Linked DNA regions of Sus scrofa: region 1 is linked to region 2. Evidence: chromatin contacts called from public HiChIP or PLAC-seq data. All regions are on one chromosome and are shown on one strand. Each heading gives the region's core, a stretch centred on a gene start, on an enhancer-like site or on the middle of the called end of the contact. The rest is flanking DNA. Distances are from core to core; before and after follow the strand shown. Region 1 has its middle 80 kb from the start of DDIT4L. Region 2 overlaps PPP3CA (protein phosphatase 3 catalytic subunit alpha).

Region 1 (5,871 bases), core at 2,545-5,044, 720 kb before region 2:
GGAGATGACAAGGATCAGAACGTGGTTCTTTAAACTTGGATCTTTACACCCAGGTCTGGGGATCCCGACTCCCTGCTGAGATAGGTAAATGGAAAGCCTCTTTGCACTGTTTTTCTAGCTTCCAGAGTATATTGAAACTTACAAACAAGTCTTCCAAGGTCTCCATTCTGCCCATCTGACCACCTCTGCCACACAGATGAATTCCTCCTCAACAGCTTGTCTTTCCTGGCCAGGAGATACCAGCAACATCTCCTGAACAACAGTAGGAGGCTCCTGGTCTCAGCTGCAGAACTTCTAGTGTTGGTTACAACTGTGCCATTGTGTCCACTTCTGCCCCTGATATCTGTATGAATCTCATAATATTCATTTTTTTATTTTTTATTTTTTTATTACTTAACAAATATATTTAAGGTTGTACAATGATCATCACAATCCAATTTTATAGGCTTTCCATCCCGCATGCCCAGCGCATCCCCCCCCCCAAAACTGTCTCCTCTGGAAACCATAAGTTTTTCAAAGTCTGTGAGTCAGTATCTGTTCTGCAAAGAAGTTCAGTCTGTCCTCTTTTCAGATTCCACATGTCAGTGACAGCATTTGATGTAATATTCATTTTTCACTTTAGAGAAGTTTGGCTTATATGTTGAAATATATTTATTTAAGAAAACGTTATCACTTACCTCTGTGGTGACTTTTTACTATGTCAGCTTTATTAAACTGAAACTGTTTTCAAGAATCCTCTTGGATGTATGTTTCAGTGCTAGAGTTGTCCAGCAGAGAAATTTGCATGGTATTGGGAAGACAGAACAGAAGCATGGCCATCTTTTTTTAGGCTCTGAAACTTGGTGTAGGGTGCCAGGCACTGCAGCAGCCTGTGAATGTTGTCACCGATCTTCTGGCTTACTGTGGTGGCCAGGGGAGCAGCACCTGGGCCTGCAGCTTCTCCAGCTCTTGCTGAAGCATCTACTGCAGCTTCTCTGGGTGGGCACTGGTGCTGCTTCTGCAGGCCACCTGTGTCACTGAGGCTGGAGGTGGGGAGGCAGATGCAGGCTCCTGTTTACCTTATGCTCCCCTGCTCCACACCCAGCTTTTCTCCTCTACTGTTCCAGCTTCCCTATTGCAGTGCCAGGCCCCATATCAGAGGCAGACCACGGGCTTCTTTATCTTACATCACTCACTGTGGTTCTGCTTCTCTAGGGGACCCATGACCCACACAGCCTGCATACGCCAGAAGGCTTTGGGGTTTTAAAATGATGAGCCAAAGAAGTACTGACCTTTCTTTACAGAGCTTAAGAGTTAGTTTAGGATATTATTATTATTATTGTTATGCAAAAGGAGTAACATATGGTGTTTTTAATTTTCTTTTCTCTTTTTTTTTTATTTATTTTTTTTGTCTTTTTGCCATTTCCTAGGGCTGCTCCTGCGGCACATGGAGGTTCCCAGGCTAGGGGTCGAATCGGAGCTGTAGCCGCCGGCCTACGCCAGAGCCACAGCGACGTGGGATCCGAGCCGCGTCTGCAACCTACGCCACAGCTCACGGCAACACCAGATCCTTAACCCACTGAGCAAGGCCAGGGATCGAACCCATAACCTCATGGTTCCTAGTCGGATTCGTTAACCACTGAGCCACGATGGGAACTCCTCTTTCTTTTTTTTTTTAAATTATTATTATTATTATTATTAATTTTATGGCTGCATCTGTGGCATATGGATGTTCCCAGGCCAGGGACTGAATCCCAGTGCAGCTGCAATCCATGCCACAGTGGTGGCAATGCCAGATCCTTTAACCCACTGTACTGGGCCTGGGATTGAACCTGCACCTCTGCGGCAACCTGAGCCACTGCAGCTGGATTCTTAGCCTACTGCACCACAGTGGGAACACCAGTGTTTTTAATTTTCAATCAGACTGAGGACTCTTTAACAATATATTTTATACATTTAAAATTTTTTTCAAGGATTTTTCTTCTTATTTAATCACTGTCATGAGATCTTTGCAGATGCAAAGAAGACTAAGAGGGGGGTTTAAGGCTTCTTTTAGGCTAAACAGAGGTTTCAGGCAACTCCTACCCAAAGGTCATATGATTTGCAAGTGGTAGATATTTAATCTTTGGGTTCATATTCTAGCACTTGTTTATGTGCAATAGTTATGAAAATTAATCAATTTCTTAGTTCCGTGGAACAAATATTATTATCACTTGGGTCTCTACCAAAATATTTACCAATCCAGAGAATTACATAAATCTAATAGGATTCTTGGCACCATGCAGAAAATCACATGGGATTTTTCAGTTTTCAAACAGCTATCTTGATGCTCAGTAGATGTGACCATAGAAATATGAACAAATAAAATGTCTTGATGACCTCTCCTCTGACCCTAAGCTTCGCCTAATAGGCACGTACAGTTTCACTTTTAGATCATGCCTTCCCATGGAGATACTGAGATTTCATTTCCAATCTAACTACACAGAGGCAGATCTGGAGTGACAGACACTTCTGCAGTATGCCATCTAGATGGAATCTGACAAAAAGTGACTGTCACAATAGTTCAGTTCCAGAGCCTAAGAACTGCTGAGTGGGTCAGACCAGTTATCCAGCTAGCAGTGTACTGGTCTCCTAAAAGCGGGGCCTCTGCCCGTTGTGACAGCATTCCTTAAGGGTTGGGGCACACATCCATCGTCTTTAACCTGTTCTTTAAGGTTTTTTTAAATAATCATAATATATGCTGGTTTGTAAAATTAGGCTTTATAGAAGTGTGTGGAGAAAAAAAGAAGTCTCCTCCACCACCCCATTCTCTCTATCTTACTCCCCAGAGTTCTGCCCTCAAAAAGTAACACCTATGTATACCATATATATATGTTCATATGGAACAAATGATCCTAGCTACAGAAAAGAAACAAACCACAGACTTGGAGAACAGACTTGTGGTTGCCAAGGGGGAGAGGCAGGGAGTGGGATGGACTGGGAGTTTGGGGTTAATAGATGCAAACTACTGCATTTGGAGTGAATAAACAATGAGATCTTGCTGTATAGCTCAGGGAACTATAGCTAGTCACTTGTGATGGAATAGATGGAGGATAATGTGAGAAAAATAATGAATATATACAGGTATGACTGGGTCACTTCGCTGTACAGCAGAAGTTGACAGAATATTGTAAATCAACTATAATAGGAAAAATAAAAATCTTTAAAAAACATATACATTCAGGAAGTATTTACTGAATGCTTTTTTTTTTTTTTTTTTTTTTTTTTCTTTTTAGGGTCACACCCACAGCATATGTAACCTTCCAGGCTAGCGGCTGAATAGGAGCTGCAGCTGCCAGCCAACACTACAGCCACAGCAACACCAGATCCAAGCTGTATCTGTGACCTATACCGTAGCTTGTGGCAACACCAGATCCTTAACCCACTGAGCAAGGCCAGGGATTGAATGCACATCCTCACGGATACTAGTTGAGTCCTAAACCCGCTGAGCTTCAATGGGAACTCCTGATTGCCTTCTAATTATCAGGCACTATTCTCGATCTTGGAATTACGGCAATGAACACCACTGACCAAAAAATTCATTTAGTCTATGTCCTCATCTGTTCAGGCTGCTATGACAAATTACCACAGATGAGATGACTTAAATAACGAACATTTATTACTCACAGTTCTGGAGGCTGGGAAGTCCAAGATCAAGGCATCAGAAGATTTGGTGTCTGGTGAGGGCCTGCTCCCTGGTTTGCAGACGGCTGTCTTCTCATTGCATCCTTGCAGTGTGAAGAGCAGAGAGGAAGCAAGCTTTGGTTTCCTGTCTTACAAGGACACTAATCTCATTCATGAGGGCTCCACCCTCATGACCTAATCACCTCCCCAATGCCCCACTTCCTAATATTATCACATGGGGATTAAGACTTCAATATATGAAGAGTGGTAACGAACCCAATTAGTATCCACGAGGATGCACGTTTGATCCCTGGCCCTGCTCAATGGGTTAAGGATCTGGCATTGCCACGAGCTGTGGTGCCTTTTGCAGAACCAGCTCAGATCTGATCTGGTGCTGCTGTTGCTGTGGCTTTAGCTTGGCCAGCAGATACAGCTCTGATGTGACCCCTAGCCTGGAAACGTCCATAGGTTGCAGGTGTGGCCCTAAAAAGACAAAAAAAAAAAAAAATTTCAAGCTATGATTTTTTTTTGGGGGGGAGTACAAACATTCACTCCAGAACAGTTTACATTTAGCCCATGGTAATATTTACACATGTTAGTTAGCGTGGGTTAACACATGTAACACATAGACCCCAAATATTTAATAGCTCTGAATTACAGAGATGTATGTCTTGCATAGTTAACATGATTGGGCTGTGAACAGTCACTGAGGCACTCAAGAAGATGGAGGTTCTCCGACCTTTAAGAGATGTATTCCAAATTTGCAGAACAGTGGTCTTTACCCTGGGCAGCTGGATGAGGTCATGGAGGAGAGCAGCGGGGAGGTTTTTTATGGGCTTACTTGTGAGTAGAGCATTGCACCTCCATTCACATTTCATTGGCTAGAACTCTATGACCTCAGCACACCATTTACCACCTGTGTGACCTTGGGAAACTTACTTAACATCTCTGTGCCTCAGTTCTTTATGTATAACACACAGATAACAAGAGTATCTACTCCTAGGGCTGTGGTGTTAACTAAAGGGTATAATGCATATTCCTTCCTTTTGAACAGCTCCTGTTGCAAAGAGCTCAATACCATTGGCTGGAGAAGTGGTCTCCTTGCGTGTCAGGAAGAAGGGAATAAGCATTTTAGTGAGAAGTTAGCTGTTCTGATCAACAAATCCAACCTTTTTCCTTTACACAAATGGGATTAAATTTTAACTACTTTTCTGAAACATTCTAAAAATCTTATTATGTCCTTAATATTCTTCCATGTTAGAGCTATAGACCTTCCTCCCATTTTAACAGCTGCTCAGTATTTGCCTTCATTCTCCATGGACATATCATATTATATTTAACTCACTGATGAATATCCTTGTTCACTGATTGTGATTGTGGTGTATATCCATGCTGTGTGCTCTGCACTGTTGCCAGTGAAGACCCTAACTTGTACTGTCGCATCCCCTGCACATATTTGGCTATCCAACCCAGGAAAACCACTCTAGTCCTTTGTGGGGTCTTCTCATGGTTTTGAATTATAAGTCTAGTCTTACCATTCTTACATTGTCTACTATAAGCAAAAATGGGGGAAAAGCTGTTTTCAAAAGCTTTTTCTTTAGGGAAAAATAGTTCAATTTTTAAGGAAATAATATTAGTAATATACAATATTAGTAGTAAGACAGCACTTATTCTGTCTGCTTTATTTCTAAAAACAATCTTCTTAAAAAATATCATTATCTTCATTTAACAGATAAAGAAACTACAGATCACAGAATTTAAGTGAATTGTCTCCGGTCAACTTCGTGGGAGAAGTTTATGGGGGAGTTGCTACCTGGACTTAATCGAGCCTAATTCCACAATCCCTTTTCTATGTGAGTCAGTCTCCAGAAGAGGAAAACCATTGTTCCTTAGGACTCATTCTGCCAGTAAATGGGATCAGAGCTTGAACTGACAAGCTGGGTTTTTGCTGCAGCCTTAAGTGCTCCGTTGGTTTTACCTTCTTCCCAGCTGGGCCAGGAGCCCTGCTCTGTGCTAGGCCAGCCCTCAGCACGCTGGGACTTCTCCCCATTTTTCCCACTCTCTTCAGATGGCCTCTTCCTTTCGCCAGAACTGGGCTTCTATGCCTGTGGTCTGCAGGAAACCTGCATGCAAATCACCCGGGGCCCCAGTTAAAAATGTGCTTTCTTGGCTTTGGGGATTGGATCCAGGATTCTGTATTTTAAACGAGCTCCCTAGGTATTTCTATGC
Region 2 (5,452 bases), core at 87-2,586:
ATTTGGATTGTACTCTTTATCAAGACAGAAATTTTCAGGGGTCAGTTTATCAATTTTATAAACTGACCCCTGAAAATAAAAGTAAAATGAAATAACAAATGTCAAGCTAATAATATAGATGTATTGTCTACAGGAGAAATAATCATAATGCCTGGATGTTTACTCTGTCAAGGATTATTCTGGATTTTTTGAGGATATAACAGTTGAAAAAGGTATTTATTGGAGTTCCCGCCGTGGCTCAGTGGTTAACGAATCCGACTAGGAACATGAGGTTGTGGGTTCGATCCCTGGCCTTGCTCAGTGGGTTAAGAATCCGTCCAGCGTTGCTGTGAGCTGTGGTGCAGGTGGCAGATGCAGCTCAGATCTGGTGCTGCTATGGCTCTGGCGTAGGCCAGCAGCAACAGCTCTGAATAAGCTCCTAGCCTGGGAACCTCCATATGCCACGAGTACAGCCCTGGAAAAGACCAAAAAAAGAAAAAAAGAAAGAAAAAGAAAAAGGTATTTATTAAGGAACTAATTGTGCTTACATATTAAATGCTGGAAGAATGCATTTAGACTAGAATTTAATTCTGGACCCTTATGGATTTATAAACATCAAATACTAGAATGACATTTAAATGTCATCTCTGAAATTACAGACATTGAAGGAAAAAATAAACCAACAGAATAAAATACTATGTTTGTCCCAAGTGTTACACCCAAGGTGAAAAGCTAACTGAGTACCATTTGACAGCACAGTGTAAAAGCAGGCTGCAAGTATTGCAATTCCGTCATCTGACAGCAGAGGATGGTCAAGGTGCTGGCATGTATTGAGCTGAGCTGAACAAAGCCACTTCTGATGCTATTCAAGAACAAGGCAGGCTGTTTTGTCAGGATGGGAGTGGAGGTGGGTACAGTGCAGTGTTTGCCCAAAAAAGAGAAAGGGGTTAGAGCATTAGATTCTAGCCAATGATCAGTGCACAGGCCCAAGAGACAATTTAAAGAGGCAGAATGGTTCCCAGGTTGTGAGTCTTTAACATCACTGAAATATACTATTATCTTATCAGAGGAAAGGGATGTGCCAATCAAAACTGAACTGGTCAGCCACAGAGGCGTAAGAAAAGAGAAGCCCGGGCAAACATCTGAAATGTCTAGGGAAGAAGGTCCAGGGGCCGGTGGCCTTTTAGTATTCTGGCCCTACAGCAAGACCTCAGGTCATAAAATACCTGGCTTGTGCACATCTTTTAAGACAAATGAACTGGCATGTGAAAGGCAGAACAGTACAGCAGTGAAGAACTCGTGCTCTGGAGTAAAAGACCTTGGTTTGAGTTGTGGTACTGTCATTTTTGGGCTGCGCTACGTTGGGCAAATTACTAAGCTTGTGTAAGTCTCACCTTCCTCCTCTAAAAAATGAGGAAGGCTCTAAGTGCTTTATTTGCGTTATTTCAAATGGGAAGTTGTTGACCTCAAATCATCAGCTGTGAAGCAGGGAACCCAAGCCAGGATTCATTACATTTAGCAGGATGACAATTTACTTCCCAGGTGGGTAAAAGAATTACCTACGTAATGTGTTCATTCCCTCCCAACGTGCAACAAACACAAGTGTCAGGTACTATGCTACCTGTGAAAGCACTGAGCACAGAACTGCAGTACACGCTACTCAAAAATGTTTGCTCTTTATATTCAGAAGAAAGAAATGCTTGTGCAGAAGTGAATATTCCAGTTCTTCTAACAGTTACATTTCTCATTGTACAATAAAAGGTTGATTGTGTGATTATCATTAATCTCAAGCTGCCTAAGTTGGGGCCTTAGTCATGTTTTGTGCCAACCAGGCTAAAGGGTGGACCCCAAAATGATGGCCAAGTTCCCTAGGGTAGGCAAGGAGAAGCCAGGATGCTGATGCTTCACTTTGAGACAAAAAAGACCTCTCTATAAAGAGAAGCTGACCAAACAGAATCAAAACTTCTTTCTTTGGAGTTCTGAGAGAAACTGGGAGAAAGTGTCATAGCTTCTCGTGAGCTAAGAGTAAAGATGAAGGGATAAAATGGATTTTTAGGGACGTGAAAATAGACTAGAAAAATAGTTTTAAACTTAAGATTTTCTAAGTATTTATTAAACTTTTTCAGATAGCCTTTAAACATGCCCTCTGAGATCCAACAACTATAAAGAGAATGTTTTACAAACTTTGGACTCGCCACAACAACTGCGCAGTTGTTGAATTAATTATTAATTATTCTCATATAAGTACAACCTTCAGATGAAGAAGTTGAACCTATAAAATGCCTTAGTAGAAAGGGGATCTTACAAGCTTTGCCCAAAACACAAGAGAAACATAACATCTTCTTATGGCATGAATTTTCAACAAGCTGACATTACCCACTATAGTTCTGTGAAAAATGCCTTTCATGTGCCAATTACCTCAACCTTGTTTGTGAGAAATGACGTCTTTCTAAAATACGGAGACATACATGTTCACAAAATCTTTGCCTTTGTTGAGGAAAGAGAGCTCTCTACTTCAACATCTTTCAAATAAAGAATACATTAAGGGAGTTCCCGTCATGGCGCAGTGGTTAATGAATCCGACTAGGAACCATGAGGTTGGGGGTTCGGTCCCTGCCCTTGCTCAGTGGGTTAAGGATCCGGCGTTGCCATGAGCTGTGGTGTAGGTTGCAGATGCGGCTCGGATCCTGCGTTGCTGTGGCTCTGGCGTAGGCCGGTGGCTACAGCTCCGATTCGACCCCTAGCCTGGGAACCTCCATATGCCGCAGAAGCGGCCCAAGAAATTAAAAAAAAAAAAAAAAAAGAAAGAATACATTAAGGTTTATAGAGCCCATGCTTATTTCCCTTTTTATTAGGCAACATGGACTTCCTTCTCAAATAAATTTTATAAATACATTTAATTAAAGTGTATGCTTAATATGCAATAGCTAATGATTAATGTAAGCTGGCCAATGTCACCATTAGTTGAAGGAAAGTTCAAATGCCACAAAAATCAATGATTTTTAAAACTGTGAGCATTGTATATGTGTATGATACATATATTTATGGAAATGCAGTATAAAATTCTAAAGTATTATTTTGCTGTGAGTATAATATTCTAGCCAATGGTGGACATTATCCAACCAATTAGTTATAACAGGGATACGGCTTTTTTTTTTTTTTTTTAAACATTTAGTTTGTTTTGCTAAGTCTGCATTTGTGTGCAATGTGAAAATGATGCCAGCTAATAAACTCATTTGTATAAAATCATGTAGTACAAGAGAAAGCATTACTTTCAATGTCTGTGTACTATATCATTTTAATTGGCAACTTAAAAAGATTTTAATTACTGTAATGACTTGAAGATACTGATTACAATACGATAGCTAACCAGGCACTTGGTTTGATAGCCAAGGCCCCAAAATATCAACACCCATAAATATGACAGGGATTTATACCCTAGTACCTAGAAAATGCTTATTGATTTTTAGACGTTTCAGTTTTAACAATATACTGGATATAACTGTTTCCTTTTTTATAGCATAACTAAGAGAAAAAAAAAAAAAGCAGTTCCCTGTACTATAAAGAGTTCAGAGTACAAAGGATACATTTATAGTGACAAAAATGATATATAGCCTCTAAATTACACACTGAAATATTAAGTAATGGAAAAAAACCCAACAATAAACTGGAAGGTAATTAACAAAGCCTGACAAGAAACTATAAAGCCTTTTACAAAATATTGATTAATCTTTCCTTTTATATATATCTTCCTTTCCTTTCTCCAATTATATCATGCAAACTTAGTTATTTTAAAAAGGTAAGACAACACAAACCTGGTAAAATGAAATCCATCTTTGCATATAATTTTCTGGAAAAATAATATAAATTTCTCATATGGCCATATGTCTTAAAGCAATAAAATAACATAAAGTGTTTTTCCTTTCTTTGTCGTAAGCAAAAGAGGACAAGGAAATGTCTCCTATCAGTTATCAAATATTTTCCTCTTTCAGTTATCAAACATTTTATACCACATCACGCTCCCTTCTCCAACCCTCTATATCCTCAGTGGGACCAGCACTTTTAAAACTGGTTTCTTGTTGCACTAGACTCTCAGCTCAATGAAGGCAGAGACTACGTGTTTGCCACTAAATACAAAGAAAAATAGTCCATGAATAAATATTTTTACATGGAAATAAAAATATAAGATATAAAATAGAAAATGATATTAAAATTGAGTTACTCTGAGTTTTATTTTGTGATAAAAATGATTTCAATTTTCTTTTTTAGCTATTTTAAAAATAAAACAAATTTTGCTAGGTGCCTCTTTTCAATCATTTGTTATCAGACAAAGTTATGCTGCAATATTTCATTTTCTCATTTTCTGGCCAGATTTCTATTTCACAGTAATCTTTCTGCATTTGGTGCAAATATTTTTAAATAGCTGTTGCCTGAATTGCTGCACAATCCTGGTTCTTACGCTCTCTCCTCATCACTGCCTTCTCCTTCACTCGTCTTTCTTCTCTAGCTTCATAAGGAATGGATAATTCTACGGGTGAGTCCCCAATTTTCTGTTATTTCCTTCCATGTCAGTAATTCTGGAAGTCTATTTGACTCTTAGGAGATTCACTTGTGACTTTCGATTCACAGCCTCCGTCACCAGCCCCGATTTTGTTCCCAATTTCCAGGGCTCCATTTCCAAATCCTGCTTGGACATTTCCAGAATTATGTGCGTCACTTCTACTCAAACGCATGTCTGTCACTGAATACATCTTTCTCCTGAAACAGATGAAGCTTTTCCATGAATGTTCTCATCCTCTTAGGCACCAAGGTTTGGAACCATCCAAATTTCTGTTTCCTTTGCCCTTGTGATTTCAGAGTCTAAGTCCTTGGATAGCTTTCTGGACTCAGCTCCCTTTCTGCTGTATTATTAACATTATCATTGTTCAGACCTAGTCGCCTCGACTTTGAAATACTTTATTAAGGTCCTAACTTATATCCCAACTCATCCCTTGTTCGTTTTCCAAGCTTGGAAAAAGTACTTGCTTTTTCTCAAATACTGTTTTTATGATGTTACTTCTCGGCTCGCAAGGACAGGTTATGCTTTCAAGTTGACAGAGCAAGAATCCCATCGCCCCTGTGCTCCTCCGAGTTCTTTCTGATAGTGTGTCAAAACATGTCTCGGTATTTTTCATATTAAAATGTCATTGTTTCTCCCCCAAACTGCCACTTACTATAGGACGCATAACTTTTTATTCAGATTGGAAACCTGAAATACGAGATGCTGAAATGAGTTGCTCAGAAATGACAGTAATTACTGCCACAGGAAGAGCTCGAAGCTAATGGCTCTTAGTACATGTGCTGCCAAATGCATGGAGCTGAGGAGAGTTTTCAAGATGAAATTCATAGCAAACATTCATCCTGGCAAATAAATACAGCTTTGGTCGAAAATGATATGCCTGGACTCTTAAAGAGGTGGTCCTCAGGGACCAAT

The links. HiChIP or PLAC-seq counts read pairs in DNA pulled down with a chosen protein or histone mark.
Region 1: a contact with region 2 is called in an H3K27ac HiChIP or PLAC-seq map of alveolar macrophages. The contact joins two enhancer-like sites. A contact is called at or near these places in 1 of 47 Hi-C or Micro-C datasets (embryonic fibroblasts) and 1 of 2 datasets of contacts at active chromatin or transcription factors (alveolar macrophages).

The regions. Positions count from the first base shown.
Region 1 is chr8:120,449,199-120,455,069 of Sscrofa11.1, reverse strand. No RefSeq gene overlaps it. Among named protein-coding and RNA genes, the nearest start is that of DDIT4L, 80 kb to the right of the region's middle. Within about 2 kb of position 3,794, at least 1 of the 83 cell types and tissues checked has an H3K27ac peak or open chromatin away from gene starts, as enhancers often do. A contact at or near this core is called in alveolar macrophages, where this site is marked.
Region 2 is chr8:119,725,120-119,730,571 of Sscrofa11.1, reverse strand. All of the region lies in intron 10 of PPP3CA (protein phosphatase 3 catalytic subunit alpha), which reads right to left. Among named protein-coding and RNA genes, the nearest start is that of PPP3CA, 300 kb to the right of the region's middle. Within about 2 kb of position 1,336, at least 1 of the 83 cell types and tissues checked has an H3K27ac peak or open chromatin away from gene starts, as enhancers often do. A contact at or near this core is called in alveolar macrophages, where this site is marked.